2 separate regions of the Hordeum vulgare genome follow, and region 2 is linked to region 1. The links are chromatin contacts, called in public Hi-C maps. All regions are on one chromosome and are shown on one strand. The core of a region is the stretch at or near the end of the contact, and the rest is flanking DNA. Distances in the headings are between cores, read along the strand shown. Region 1 holds the start of LOC123426930 (probable inactive receptor kinase RLK902). Region 2 holds the start of LOC123430386 (putative pentatricopeptide repeat-containing protein At1g09680).

Evidence for each region. A called contact is a pair of places that touch in the nucleus more often than the background predicts.
Region 2: a Hi-C map of seedling shows a contact between it and region 1, with 4 times the contacts expected there. The contact joins the promoter of LOC123430386 here to the promoter of LOC123426930 in region 1. A contact is called at or near these places in 2 of 6 Hi-C or Micro-C datasets (leaf and seedling) and 1 of 1 datasets of contacts at active chromatin or transcription factors (embryo).

What each region holds. Positions count from the first base shown.
Region 1 is chr2H:513,984,423-513,991,026 of MorexV3_pseudomolecules_assembly, reverse strand. LOC123426930 (probable inactive receptor kinase RLK902) reads left to right here and starts at 2,442. Exons shown (of 2, transcript XM_045110850.1): 1 at 2,442-4,642; 2 at 4,741-5,706. The coding sequence starts at 3,298. The coding sequence ends at 5,405.
Region 2 is chr2H:514,603,979-514,610,582 of MorexV3_pseudomolecules_assembly, reverse strand. LOC123430386 (putative pentatricopeptide repeat-containing protein At1g09680) reads right to left here and starts at 4,015. Exons shown (of 1, transcript XM_045114252.1): 1 at 1,905-4,015. The coding sequence starts at 3,988. The coding sequence ends at 2,159. LOC123426934 (vacuolar iron transporter 1-like) reads left to right here. Exons shown (of 3, transcript XM_045110854.1): 1 at 1-473; 2 at 578-692; 3 at 893-1,293. The coding sequence starts at 206. The coding sequence ends at 1,193.

The DNA of each region.
Region 1 (6,604 bases), core at 1,193-3,692:
CGGGCATCACCGGTAACGTACCGGGACCACCGGGACCACCGGAGGTGGCCCCGGGGGTCCACTGAAGGGGGGCAACGACCCCGGGAGGTAAGATGGGCCAAGTGGGGGAGGGAACCAGCCCCTAGGTGGTCTGGTGCGCCTCCCCACTCAGCCCAATGCACAGGGGAGAGAAAAGGGGGGCAAACCCTAAGCCAGGTGGGCCTAAGGCCCACCAGGGGTGCGCCACACCCCTCCTCCCCCCTTGGCCGCCGCACCAACACCCATCTAGGGCTTCCCCCCCCCCCCCAGGAGGGGGAAACCCTCAAGGGGGCGCAGCCCCTCCGTTCCCCTATATATACCGGGCACTTTTGGCCATTGGGAGATAGACTTCTCCCTCTCCCTCGGCGCAGCCCTGCCCTTCTTCCTCCTCCTGTCTGCCGGTGCTTGGCGAAGCCCTACCGGGAGACCTCGTCTCTCCATCGACACCACGCCGTCGTGCTGCTGGATTTCTTCCCCAACCTCTCCCTCCTCCTTGCTGGATCAAGGTGCGGGGGACGTCACCGGGCTACACGTGTGTTGAACGCGGAGGTGCCGTAGTTCGGCACTAGATCGGAATCGCTGCGAGTACGACTTCATCAACCGCGTTCTAGCAACGCTTCCGCTTAGCGATCTTCAAAGGTATGAAGATGCTCTTACCCCTCTCTCGTTGCTGGTATCTCCATAGGAAGATCTGAATATGCGTAGGAAAATTTTGAATATATGCTACGTTACCCATCAGGAAGCCCAATGGCCTTAGGGTGGCGCACCAGCCCTTAGTGGGCTGGTGGGACAGCCCAAGAGGGCCTTGGCGCCAAGAGAAGGAAAACCAAAGAGAGAAAAAAGAGGTGGGAAGGAAGAGAAGGACTCCACTTTCCAATCCTAATTGGAGTAGGATTCATCCTCTCCTCTTGTACGGCGCACCCTTGGGGACTTGGTCCTCAAGGCAAGCCTGCTCCCCTCCTTCCTATATATAGTGGTGATTTAGGGCTGATTTGAGATAACTTTTGCCTCGTGCAACTCAGATCTAGAAACCATAGGTCTTCCTCTAGATCGTATTTCTGCGGAGCTCGGGCGGAGCCCTGCAGGATTAGATCATCACCACCACCGGAGCGCCGTCACGCTGCTAGAGAACTCATCTACTTCTCCGTCTTGTTTGTTGGATCAAGAAAGCCGAGACCATCGTCGAGCTGTACGTGTGCTCAATGCGGAGGTGCCGTCCGTTCGGCACTAGATCGGAACGGATCGTGGGACGGATCGCAAGACGGATCGCGGGACGGTTCGTGGGGCGGATCGATGAACGTGAAGACGTTCCACTACATCAACCGCGTTTTTTAACGCTTTCTACTGTGCGGTCTACAAGGATATGTAGATCCAAATCTCATCTCGTAGATGGACATCACAATGATAGGTCTTCGTGTGCGTAGGATTTTTTTTTGTTTTCCATGCAACGTTCCCCAACAGTCGGGGCGCACGACCACGCGGATCATCAAGGGCAAGCTGGTCGGAACAACGTCCGAGACATACAAGGGGCTGCGGTCCATTCTAATCGCGGTGGCTTGGCACATTTGGTTAGAAAGAAATGGATGCACATTCTGTGGACACATACCATGCGCTCAGCGAGTGATCGACCGGGTTCCGGAGCAATGGCGTTTGACTGGGGCAAAATGCATAGCGACTCCTTTTGGGGATCCAACCTGAGAAGTTTGTTCGTGAGCCGTGTTTTGACGGGAGCGCCAACCTGTTGGTGAATAGGCGATCCTATCTTGATCACTTGATCAGGTCTTTTTTGATATTCTCCTTCTGCTAAATCAATGATAAGCGAGGTGCAAGCTGGATCTTTCAAAAAAGAAAAAAAAATCTATGATGATGGCACCAGCTATGCCCAAAAAATATACTATTTGCATGTCGAAGGTTATTCCGGTGTTGGTAGTCCCATTCCATGAAGTAAGCTTATCGAATAGTGAACATTCCATTTTTGTGCAACTCCACATTATAAAATGTGACATATCATGCAGAGAAAGAGTAATCTCGAGGATCCGCTGAGCATTAATTGGCCATGACATTCTCACCATGTCTTCATCTCTGTAATTAGTGATTGGATTAATAAGATCAGAGACCCTTGACAGGAGGCAGTCTCCTTTTTGGAATAATAATTTTTCTACTCGGTTAATTTGGGATCCATTCATCTATTCAAATTTTAATATTCCGTCTATTGTCCACACGCCAAATATAACCATGCTTCAACGAATTAACTCCCGTCATAATACTTTGCCAATTAAAAGAGGAGATATTTTTAAGTTTGCATTCAGTAGATCACCATCGAGAAAAATATTTTGCTCTTAAATTATGTATCCCATTGTTGCAAAATATGTCAATAAACGACGAATGCGATGTGACCGACTCTGACCACCATTTGCTCTGGGCTATTTCTAGTTGTTTCGGCCGTTTGGCCAATGCAATTCTGCACCCTCTCTCTCTCAAAAAAAAAAAAATCAATTCTACACTTACACACAGGAGGAAATGCACGTTCCTAGCTCAGCATTGCCGAGAAGTAGATAAATCTTTCAGCGGACGGTAACTGACAGACCATCATCATACACTCGCTCAAAATTTTCCAACACCTGACGGCATCATGAGTTCATGACATTTACAGGCCCATAAACCTCTCTGACAGTTACGGTTCCGGCATTCAGGGACCGGTTTACTTCGTCACGCACGGATGCACGACGCCGTCCACGTCCATAGCTCCACACATCATCAAGCGAACCAGTCCATGAAGCGAACTGCACCGGGGATATGATGTCTGCTGACAGCAGGAAAATGGTCGAGCATTCGTGTTCATGTTCAATCACATTGGCCTACAAAGCAGAGGATCTCAGGAGCAGCCGCTAGCAACAACTGACCAAAATTCAAACGAGCAACTGTTTCGCCGATCATTTTCACGCACTGTCGAGTTGAGTTGTACTCCAGATTATCGTCCCCTGCCATCGGCATCAGCTGGACCAGGAGTAGGATCGACGACAGCGGGCAGGCGTGCGATCTCGACCGTCCAACGTATTATCGGACGGTCCACAGCGGCCAGACCAAGAATGTGGTTGCGGATTTGCGACATCGTCTTGTGGAAGTGAGTCCGCCTCCTCTTCTCCCCCCTTGTCGCTAAACGAGCCATTTGTGAAGCTTCTTTCCGATATTCCGCTTTCTTGTTTCGTCCCTCCCCACCTCTCCTCTCCCAACACTCTCACATGGTGTGATCGGCCAAGCGAAGGGACCACCACAGCCATGCCTCCGTCCCAGGCCGCCGCGCTGGCGTTGCTCCTCGCCGTGGCCCTCGGCGCGGCGCGCGCCGCCGACGACCTGGCGTCCGACACCGCTGCGCTGCAGGCCTTCATCGCGCCCTTCGGGTCGGCGTCCGTGTCCTGGAACACGTCCCGGCAGACGTGCTCCTGGACCGGCGTCGTCTGCTCCGGAGGCCGCGTCACCGGGCTCCACCTCCCCGGGGACGGCCTCCGCGGCTCCGTCCCCGTCGGTGCGCTCGGCGGCCTCACCAGGCTCACCGTGCTCTCCCTGCGCTTCAACGCGCTCTCCGGCCCGCTCCCGGCCGACCTGGCCTCCTGCGTCAAGCTGCGGGTCATCAACCTGCAGTCCAACCACTTCTCCGGTGAGCTCCCGGCCGCGATTCTCTCCCTCCCGGCGTTGACGCAGCTGAACCTCGCTGAGAACCGCTTATCCGGGAGAATACCGGCCGCCATTGCCAAGAGCGGGAAGCTGCAGCTGCTCTTCTTGGAGGGCAACCTCTTCACCCACGAGCTGCCGGACGTCGACATGCCGTCCCTCTTGTCTTTTAACGCCTCCTTCAACGACCTCACCGGCGAGGTTCCCAAAGGCTTCGGCGGCATGCCCGCCACGTCTTTCCTCGGCATGACACTGTGCGGCAAGCCCCTCCCACCGTGTCGAACACCATCTTCCCAACCACCGTCCCAGCCTCCCACGCCTGCCCCAGAAGCCGTGGTCGCGGGAAACGGCGGCAGACGACGCCGGAGACACCTCGCGGGCGGCGCCATCGCGGGCATTGTGATCGGCTGCGCTTTGGGCTTCCTGCTTATCGCCGCCGTTCTGGTCCTTGCCTGTGGCGCTCTCCGCCGCAAGCCAAGAAGAACCTACCGGAGCCAGGACGCCGTCGCGGCGGAGCTGGCCCTGCACAGCAAAGAGGCAATGAGCCCAAACAGCTACACTCCACGGGTCTCCGACGCGCGGCCGCCTCCGCCCGCTTCGATGCCGCTTCCAGTCGCCCCCGTCTCCGTGGGGCGGAAGAAGCTTTTCTTCTTCGGGAGGGTGCCGAGGCCGTACGATCTGGAGGACCTGCTCCGCGCGTCCGCCGAGGTCCTGGGCAAGGGCACGTACGGTACCACGTACAAGGCCGCGCTGGAGACGGCGCCGGCGGTGGCAGTGAAGCGTCTCAAGGAGACGTCGCTGCCGGAGCGCGAGTTCCGGGACAAGATCGCGGCGATTGGCGGGCTGGACCATCCTAACGTCGTGCCCCTGCAGGCCTACTACTTCAGCAAGGACGAGCGGCTCATGGTGTACGAGTTCGTCGCCACGGGCAGCCTCTCCTCCATGCTTCACGGTACGTACGCTCAGTGTTCGTGTCCGGTTCTCTCTGTTTTCTTGCTCCAAACTTTGCTTCGAATTGGATCAAAATTTCTGAACTGGTGAGAATCTCAGGCAACCGTGGCGCCGGGCGGTCACCGCTGAGCTGGGATTCGAGGAGGCGGATCGCGCTGGCCTCGGCGCGCGGCCTGGAGTACATCCACGCGACGGGCTCCAAGGTGGCGCACGGCAACATCAAGTCGTCCAACATCCTCCTCGGCCGGTCGGTGGACGCGCGCGTGGCCGACCACGGACTGGCGAGCCTCGTCGGCCCCGCCGGCGCGCCGTCGATGCGCGTGGCGGGCTACCGCGCCCCCGAGGTGGTCGCCGACCCGCGGCGGCTGTCGCAGAAGGCCGACGTGTACAGCTTCGGTGTGCTGCTCCTGGAGATGCTGACGGGGAAGGCGCCGACGAACGCCGTGCTGCACGACGAGGGCGTGGACCTCCCGCGGTGGGCGCGGTCCGTGGTGCGCGAGGAGTGGACGTCCGAGGTGTTCGACACGGAGCTGCTGAGGCACCCGGGCGCGGAGGAGGAGATGGTGGAGATGCTGCGGCTGGCCATGGACTGCACCGTGCCGGTCCCCGACCAGCGGCCGGCGATGCCGGAGATCGTCGTGCGCATCGAGGAGCTCGCCGCCCCGGGGTCGGCGTCGTCGATGACGCGGCCTGGCCGGAGCATCTCGGTCGACGAGGCCGACGATCGGCCGCTCAAGCCGGCCGGGTCGATCCGAGAGAGCTGAAGCTTGGTCGCCTCGGGTCGTGTCGGCCAGCATGGCGACCATTCGGTAACTTACGGAAGATTCTCAAGAAAAAACAGAATCTTGTCTTCTTGCGTATGTCTTTAGGGCATTATTTACCACCGTGTGCTTTCTATTTTTCCTTTTTTGAAGTTTCATGAACTTTTCTTGATTCTTCTTCCTTGTTACGAATTCTTTGGATTAGCTGCGTGCGTTGAGAGGATGCTGGCGGTAGGAGAGGCACTGCTGGTTCGGACAGACAGAGTATGTAATTACAGCATGATGATGGAGTTGATTTTGTTGCGATCGTGCGCGGGTCACCTAATTAACAATCGAGAAAATAGCTGGTTCTCTGCTAGACTATTATTATACTCCTTCCCCTGCATGGAAAATGTAGAAAATGCTCTGAATTTGCCATGAAACGAGGTGAAATCACGAGCATAATCCTGAGACAATAACACGCATTGGCCACCGTAAATGTCATGTCAACTGTCGCCTCAGTTTTTTTTAACTGTCGCCTCAGTTAGTTGCGCCGTGGTAGTACGACTTTTTGACGCCGAAAAAACAGAAGACTTCTCTGTGAGAGCAACGAGAACATGGATTTGTGTTGGCGGCACATCAGCTTGTCCCGAATCCCGGCAAATGATGAAGAAGGCGTCAATGCGTGCGTGCTTGTAATCCTAATCCTAGGCGTACTTGCCGAGCATGACTCTCCGACGATGGAACAAAAACAAAAGGAAGAAGAGCAAGATGGTTGCAGCTGGACAGATCGGAGATCATGCATTGCACCCCCTGTCTGTCATTAGTTGGCAAGCTTTTATAAAGGAGGAGGTTCGGCCGATCGATCGATCGAGCCGGAGCAACAATCAATGTGCCTATATCCAAGGAAAGATAATCGCTCCCCGGCAATAATGATCGATGTGAATGAATGAATAGTTGGTCCTGTGTTCGCTACAGCTTGTCCGGTTCGTCCACGGACACGACCCAATCCAATCCAACCCCATGCATTTGCACTACACCTTTCGGTACAGGCGTACAGCTGATCTTTACTTGTAGTACCGCTTCCCATGAACGCTTTCTTCAGTATCTTTCTTTTCCGAAAAGGAGAATCACCATGCATTAATCGATGTATATATTTATTTTATTTTATTATTTAACAGGATCCTATAAACAAATATATGAATAAATCAAATTCACCTGCC
Region 2 (6,604 bases), core at 2,766-5,265, 620 kb before region 1:
GAACGCCTGCTCATTCTTCTGCAGATTGCATTGCACACACAAGGACGTCGCTGTCTAACCGTCTGTTCTTCACTTTTAGTCTCAACTGCAACTTGTAAATTACCCTCATGTCGACCCAAGAAATTGTTGGGGGGAAAGTTAGCCCGTGAGATGGACAAGTGCGCGGACATGTGGCCCTCTTCGACGTGCTATTTCAGCACACTTTATGTTAACATCACGACTTTTTCAATTCAGAAAGTGCCCACAAATGGTAGTGGGTTGGAGAATAATTACTTGTCCCTATATAAACTGTGGAAAAAGACTAGATCACATTGTTTACAATTCAAAAAGGCGCCCACGAATGCATGATTGTCAATTTTCTGATCCGCCACTGTGCCATGTGGGTAGGTACCTGGCTGCCCAAAGCGAGGCAGATCACTACAAGCGGGAGATGAAGAGAGAGCAGGAGGAGATCATTGCCGTCCCAGACACCGGTAGATGGACATAACTGGATAGCAAGTTCCCAGATTCCCCCAGTGTGTATGTAACTTGCAGCCTAACCACCGTTGGTATTTTGACTTTTTTAATGATCATTCAGAGGCTGCTGAGATTGGGGATATCATGGCGGAGTATGGGCTCGAACCGCATGAGTATGGCCCCGTTGTGGAGGGCCTCCGGAGGAACCCGCAGGCCTGGCTCGAGTTCATGATGAGGTATATGACAATCAGCTACTTACACTGAATTGTTTCTATTGTACCATACTGAAAATGTAGATACTGCCATAGTTTTCAAGTAAACAAAGGAGCCGTAACAGTCAAAGGAAAAACATACCGGATGAACCGTAACAGTTTTTTGTAAAAAAAATACAGTGATAGGCATGATTTTGCTTTACTAACCGGAGAAATGTGTTCAGGTTCGAGCTGGGATTGGAGAAGCCGGACCCTAGAAGAGCTCTGCAGAGTGCTTTAACAATAGCACTATCTTATATCATCGGTGGATTGGTCCCTCTCCTGCCCTACATGTTCATCTCCACGGTCCAGGACGCCATGCTCACATCAGTTGGAGTCACGCTGCTCGCTCTCCTTTTCTTTGGCTACATCAAGGGTCGGTTTACTGGGAACCGCCCATTCCTTAGCGCTGTCCAGACTACCATTATTGGTGCTGTTGCTTCTGCTGCGGCGTACGGGATGGCGAAGGCTGTGCAAGCTAGATAGTCTTATGGGGTGCACTCAGTATCCAAACTTTTCACTAGACTGCAATGTATTCAGAACAGATGTGATTTTGCTTCTTTGAACAATGCATTATATTACATTACAATCAGTTGCAGAAGAAGCTAGTCTGCTCCTCCTTTATCTAAAACAAAAACTCTTACCTTACACGTAGTCATGAATAATTGTTGGGAGGATAAAATACTTGCATGCTAGCTCTATGTAAGCTGAACTGAGATGTCAAGTAAGTGAAATTAGTGCACAAAGTCTATCCTGAGTGAGACCAACATAACTTATCAAGCACACGTTTTGTTGTAGACTGGGACTCTATGGGTAAACTTATCAAAGTTACTGTTCTACCACAACTAGTTTTAAATAGAAGAAGCATGAGCTAGAACAGAATAATACTCCCTCCGTTTCTAAATATAAGTCTTTTTACATATTTTATTAGAGGATTACATACGGAGCAAAATGATTGAATCTACACTTTAATGTATGTCTATATGTTGTTTTTTAGTAGAAACTCTTAAAGACTTATATTTAGGAACGGAGGAAGTAGAATATACCTTACGATGATTTCAACTGTCAGCCCAACCTGAGAGAGCAGTGTTGCCTGAGCAAGGAGAATCATCTGAACCCTATAAGCAGCCAATACATCATTGGTATACAGGTAGACCAATTGCTAAAGAAAATGCTCAAGGCGTCTCAGAATTCAAGTTTCAAGTGAACATCTGTCACCATCTTATTTATTTACTAATAAGAGAAGCAAAATTACAGAACCAAAAGACCATGTACCATGTAGGCTTTCCCCATGCTACGCTGTGAAGTATGTATCCCTCGTCGAGGAGTGGAGTAGCAATATTCGTCTGCCTAAACTTGCAGAGCCTAATCATATTGCATCCTCCCATCTCGGAGACCAATGGTTCTTCACTGGTGAGGAAGTACTCAAAAGATGCCTTTACGCAGAAATCTTATCTATCGTGGTAGCTCTTGGCTGGCTTCTTCTTGACAAGTTCGCTGATCAGCGAAGTATAAACGCCAAAATCTGGCACCATTCCTTTTGCACTTTTCAGCTCTTCAGAATCAGTAACTTTTCCATGCTTGCACTGCCCATCCAAGAGTATGTTGTATGTGATATCATCAGGGGTGACCCCTATATTGAGCATTGCATGCAGAAGCATGTCGGCATTCTTGAGCTGCCCCAGCTTGCAGAGGCCACTGATAATCACATTATATGTCACAACTCCTGGTTTTCGACCCTTGTTCTGCATCTCCTTCAGTAGTTTAAAGCCTGTCTTTACGTCGCCTTTCCTACAGAAGGCGTCAATCACCATCGTGTAGGTCGTGTTGTCGGGCTCCAAACCAGCTTTCATCATCTCAACAAGGACCCTCTGGGCATTGACAGGCCGTCCTGCCTTGCTCAGCCCGGAGATGAGTGCTGTATATGTTACCTCATCCAACGCAACCTCCTCGTCTGCCATTTTCTGCTTAATATCCATCGCCGTGTCTAGCTTGCCGTCCTTGCAGCAACCATCAATGAGGGTGGTGTAAGTCACCTTATCTGGCTTCAGACCTATGCTCCTCATCTCTTCCACGATGCATTCGGCAGCCTTAAAATTTCTTGCCCGACAAAGCCCATTCACCAGTGCATTGTATGCCACCAAATCTGGCATGACACCCCTTGCCCTCATGTCCTGGTACAAGTCCATTCCAGCCTTCACATCCCCATCCTTACAATGTGCATCTATCAATGTTGTGAACACGATGGCATTGGGTTTCACGCCTCTTTCGCGCATTTCATCGAACATCTTTGTTGCATCTTCCATCCTCCCTGAACTGGACAAACCCTTTATCAGAGCGCTGTAGGTGTAGACATCAGGTGTGACACCCATCTGGATCATTCCCTTGTACAGGCCGTCTACACCGTCCAGATCGCGCGCTCTACACATGCCTGTAATCAAGGTGTTGAAGCTGACCACAGTCGGCTGCACGCTCCTGGTTCGCATTTCGTCGAACACTTTGCGTGCACTGGCAAGGTCTCCAAATCTAACGAAATCTCGCATCAGCACGTTGAACTGCCTGATCTCCGGGGCCATGCCGGCGTCAAGCAGCTGCAGGTAGAAAGTGTATGCTTCGGGAGTAGTGGGGAGCCGGCTCATGAGGCCGAAACACACGGGCGCCGGTAGGCGAGTGCCGCCGCGGAGGGCGAGGAGGACGAGGGAGGAGGCGTCGGCGAGGAGGCCCTCGTCGGCGTACGCGGCAGCAAGCTCGGAGACGAGAGGGGCGGGGTCTTCGGGGGAGGCGGCGGGGACGAGGAGCGGGAGGAGGCGCGGCGGAGAGGAGCGGCCAAGTCGGGAGACTAGGAGGCGGAGGAGGGGGCGAGCGAGGTCCGGGAGGCGGTGGAGGAGGAGGTAGTGGGACATGGAGAGGAAGGAGGATGGCGTGTGGCGGAAGAGGCCGGGAGGGGAGGCGAGAAGAAGCAGGCGGAAGAGGGAGAGGAGCGGGAGCGGCGGGAGGGAGAGGGGGTTGGAGCGGAGGAGGGAGAGGAAGTGGGCGGATGTGAAGGCGGGGAGGAGGCGCAGGAGCGGCGCCGGCGCCGTGGCCGGGAGCGCGGCGGGGTGAACTGGCAGAGTGAGCGCGACTTCGGAGGCGGCAACGATTAGGGGGTCGACCTCGGTCGTGGGCGGCGAATGCGGTGGCGGCGCCCGCGGGGCGGCGTACCATGGGAGAGGGGCTGACGGCGCTGGCGGTGTTTCAGTGGGCGGCTGGAGGCGCGGGCGGTGGCGGAGGGCTCTCCGCATGTTTGCGAGCGGTGGGGTGGGGGTCGGAGAGAATGAGCTTCCGTGGCAACTGGCAAGTGGTCCGAGCCCGCCAAGTTTAAAGATGGGAAGCCTCGGTCTATCCATCTTTACAGGCCACTGATAGGCGCCGGCGCCCGGCCCAAAAGTTTCAACCCACGCCCACATCCGTTTGATCCGGGCAAGCGTCGAAATCACTAAACAGGGAGTGTTTTTTTTTTTTTCAAAGATCACTCTCACCTTTCTAGGTTGCGATAAGTGACACACTGCATGTATGTCACTTGTCGTAATCCGAATTTTTTTATTTTTTTTGTAGATTCATATTTTTAAAATGTTTTATCTTTTAAACCGTGGGTCCAAATCTCGATCCGTTTTCATCGTTGAATTTCTCGCATCGAGATCTTCAAAACTAGATTCCTTATTCGTAGGTTTTGACGAATTTTATCTTTACGAAAAAAGCCGAACCAAAAAAACCGTGCATCTCGCTATAGAAAAAAAACAGAAAACACGTTATTTCGCGTTTTTTCCTTTTAGAGAGGCACGACGGAGATAAAGTCGTGCCTCTCGCGAAAACAAAACCGTGCTTCTCGCAGAAAAAACAGCAAACACGTTTTTTTCCTCTCCGAGAGGCATGGCTCACGAAGACAAAACTGTGCCTCTCGTGGAAACAAAACCGTGCCTCTCCAAGAAGCAAAACCGTGACTCTCGTAAAAAACAAAAAACACGTTTTTTCGTTTCCAAAAGGCACGACAGTGCCTCTTGCCAAGTCAAAACCGCGCCTCTCGCGAAGGCAAAAGCGTGCCTCTGAGAAAGCAAAACCATGTCTCTTGCGAAAAAACAGAAAATGCGTCTTTTTTGAACAAAATATATATTTTTGAATTTTTTATTTTCATCAAAAAGGCTAAGAAAGATCGGTGAAAAACCGGAACACAAAAAAATCAGAAAAAACCCAATCTAAAAAGCCAAAAACGTGTGCGAGAAAAAAAACAAAATTCGAAAGAAACACTCACAGCTCGACACGTGGCGACGACTGAGAACACGTCAAATGGCGGTGCGCGGAACTACTCGCTAGGAGACTTTCGAAGGAGGGCTCGCTAACTAGTGACTCCCGACAAGTGTGTGGGCAAAAAGGGCCCCAACTTCTTCTTTCTCGGGTTGGGTCGCGCCTCTTGTTTTCTCCGGTGGCCGTCCTCGTCGCCAGGCGCCACACTCATCGTCCGTCCTTGTCGATGCCCGACCCATGCAATAGTTGCACCTGCGGTTGCAGCTCTCAGTGGCAACAATTGTAGCTCCATCGCCGCCCCTCGCCGTTGATGCTCACTGCATGGAATTGCGTCGATGATGGGCACCAGTCAGTCAACGCCATTGAATGGGTGTAGCAAAAAACACCACCGGTCCTAGCAAAAACGACAACGGTTGCAACAAATCGTCGTTGACGTTGTCGCGAGGTCATAACCCCGCCTTGATGGATGTATCCAAAAACTTCGTCAAGAGTAGCAAAATCCAACTACGGTTGCAACAATTCGTCGTCGCCGCCATCACGAGGCCGCAACTTCGCCTTGGTGAATGTAGCAAAGAACTTTGCTGGTAGTAGCAAAATCCAACTATAGTTGCACCAAATCATCGCCGCAACCATTGTGAGGTTGTTAGGCCATATTTCTCCCTTAGTGGTTTTGGTGAGTGATGACACTGCGCTTTCCGGACTAATTGTGTGCATTTAGCTTTCAGAGATTATCAGATGGCATGAGACGATTTATTCTCCATCGGTGTTTAAGAGGGAAGACGATTATTTTCGATAATTTTTTGGTGGATTTAAGTCGTAGGAAATCCGTATTATCAAGAGGGGGTCCGCTTTTGGACAAGTTAGGATGGAATCAACATGTACAGAGTCACCTGTGCACCCTCATGCCTTTTCGGTAATTTGGAGCTACTCTTGCCTTCTGCTTAGGGCATTCGAGAGGCACATACGCGGAAAGTACCGCACTAGGGAGCGGTAATACCGCTTCAGAGGTACTGCCGCCCTCTAGTGCTTCGGGCACTACATCTTATGTTTTGTGTTATGTTAATGTGTCATAGTAGGGCGGTAGTTCAGAGCGGTAGTACCGCTGGTGCGGTATTGCGGCTCTGGCTACTACCCCACTATCGCAGATTCACCAAACTGCAAAGGGTTAAGGGAAAGAACCGTTGATTTGGAGCGGTAGTACCGCTTGTGCGGTACCACCGTCCTTCACATCCGCATCAACTACCGCTTAATTTATGCTTCTGTAGCCCTTCGCCACTCGAGAAGATGTAGGGCGACAGTAGCCGTCAGTAGTATCGCTAGGCGCGATACTACCACACTACCTACCTCTACTACCATGGGTTCACCTCTACGTGCAACGCTAAGTGGAAGTACCGCTGGCGGGAGCGGTAGTACCGCTCCAGTGGCACTATCGTGTCCTTGACTTTGTCAGGTATACGTTAAGGGCAAAACTGTCATGCAGGGCGGTAGCATCGCTCACAAGAACGGTACTACAACTTGTGCACAACTTCTCGGCAGAAAACGGGCAGATTTTCCCTCCCATTATAAAAGGGGGTCTTCTTCCCCAAGTTGACTTACCTCTTTCCCCCAAGCTCCAT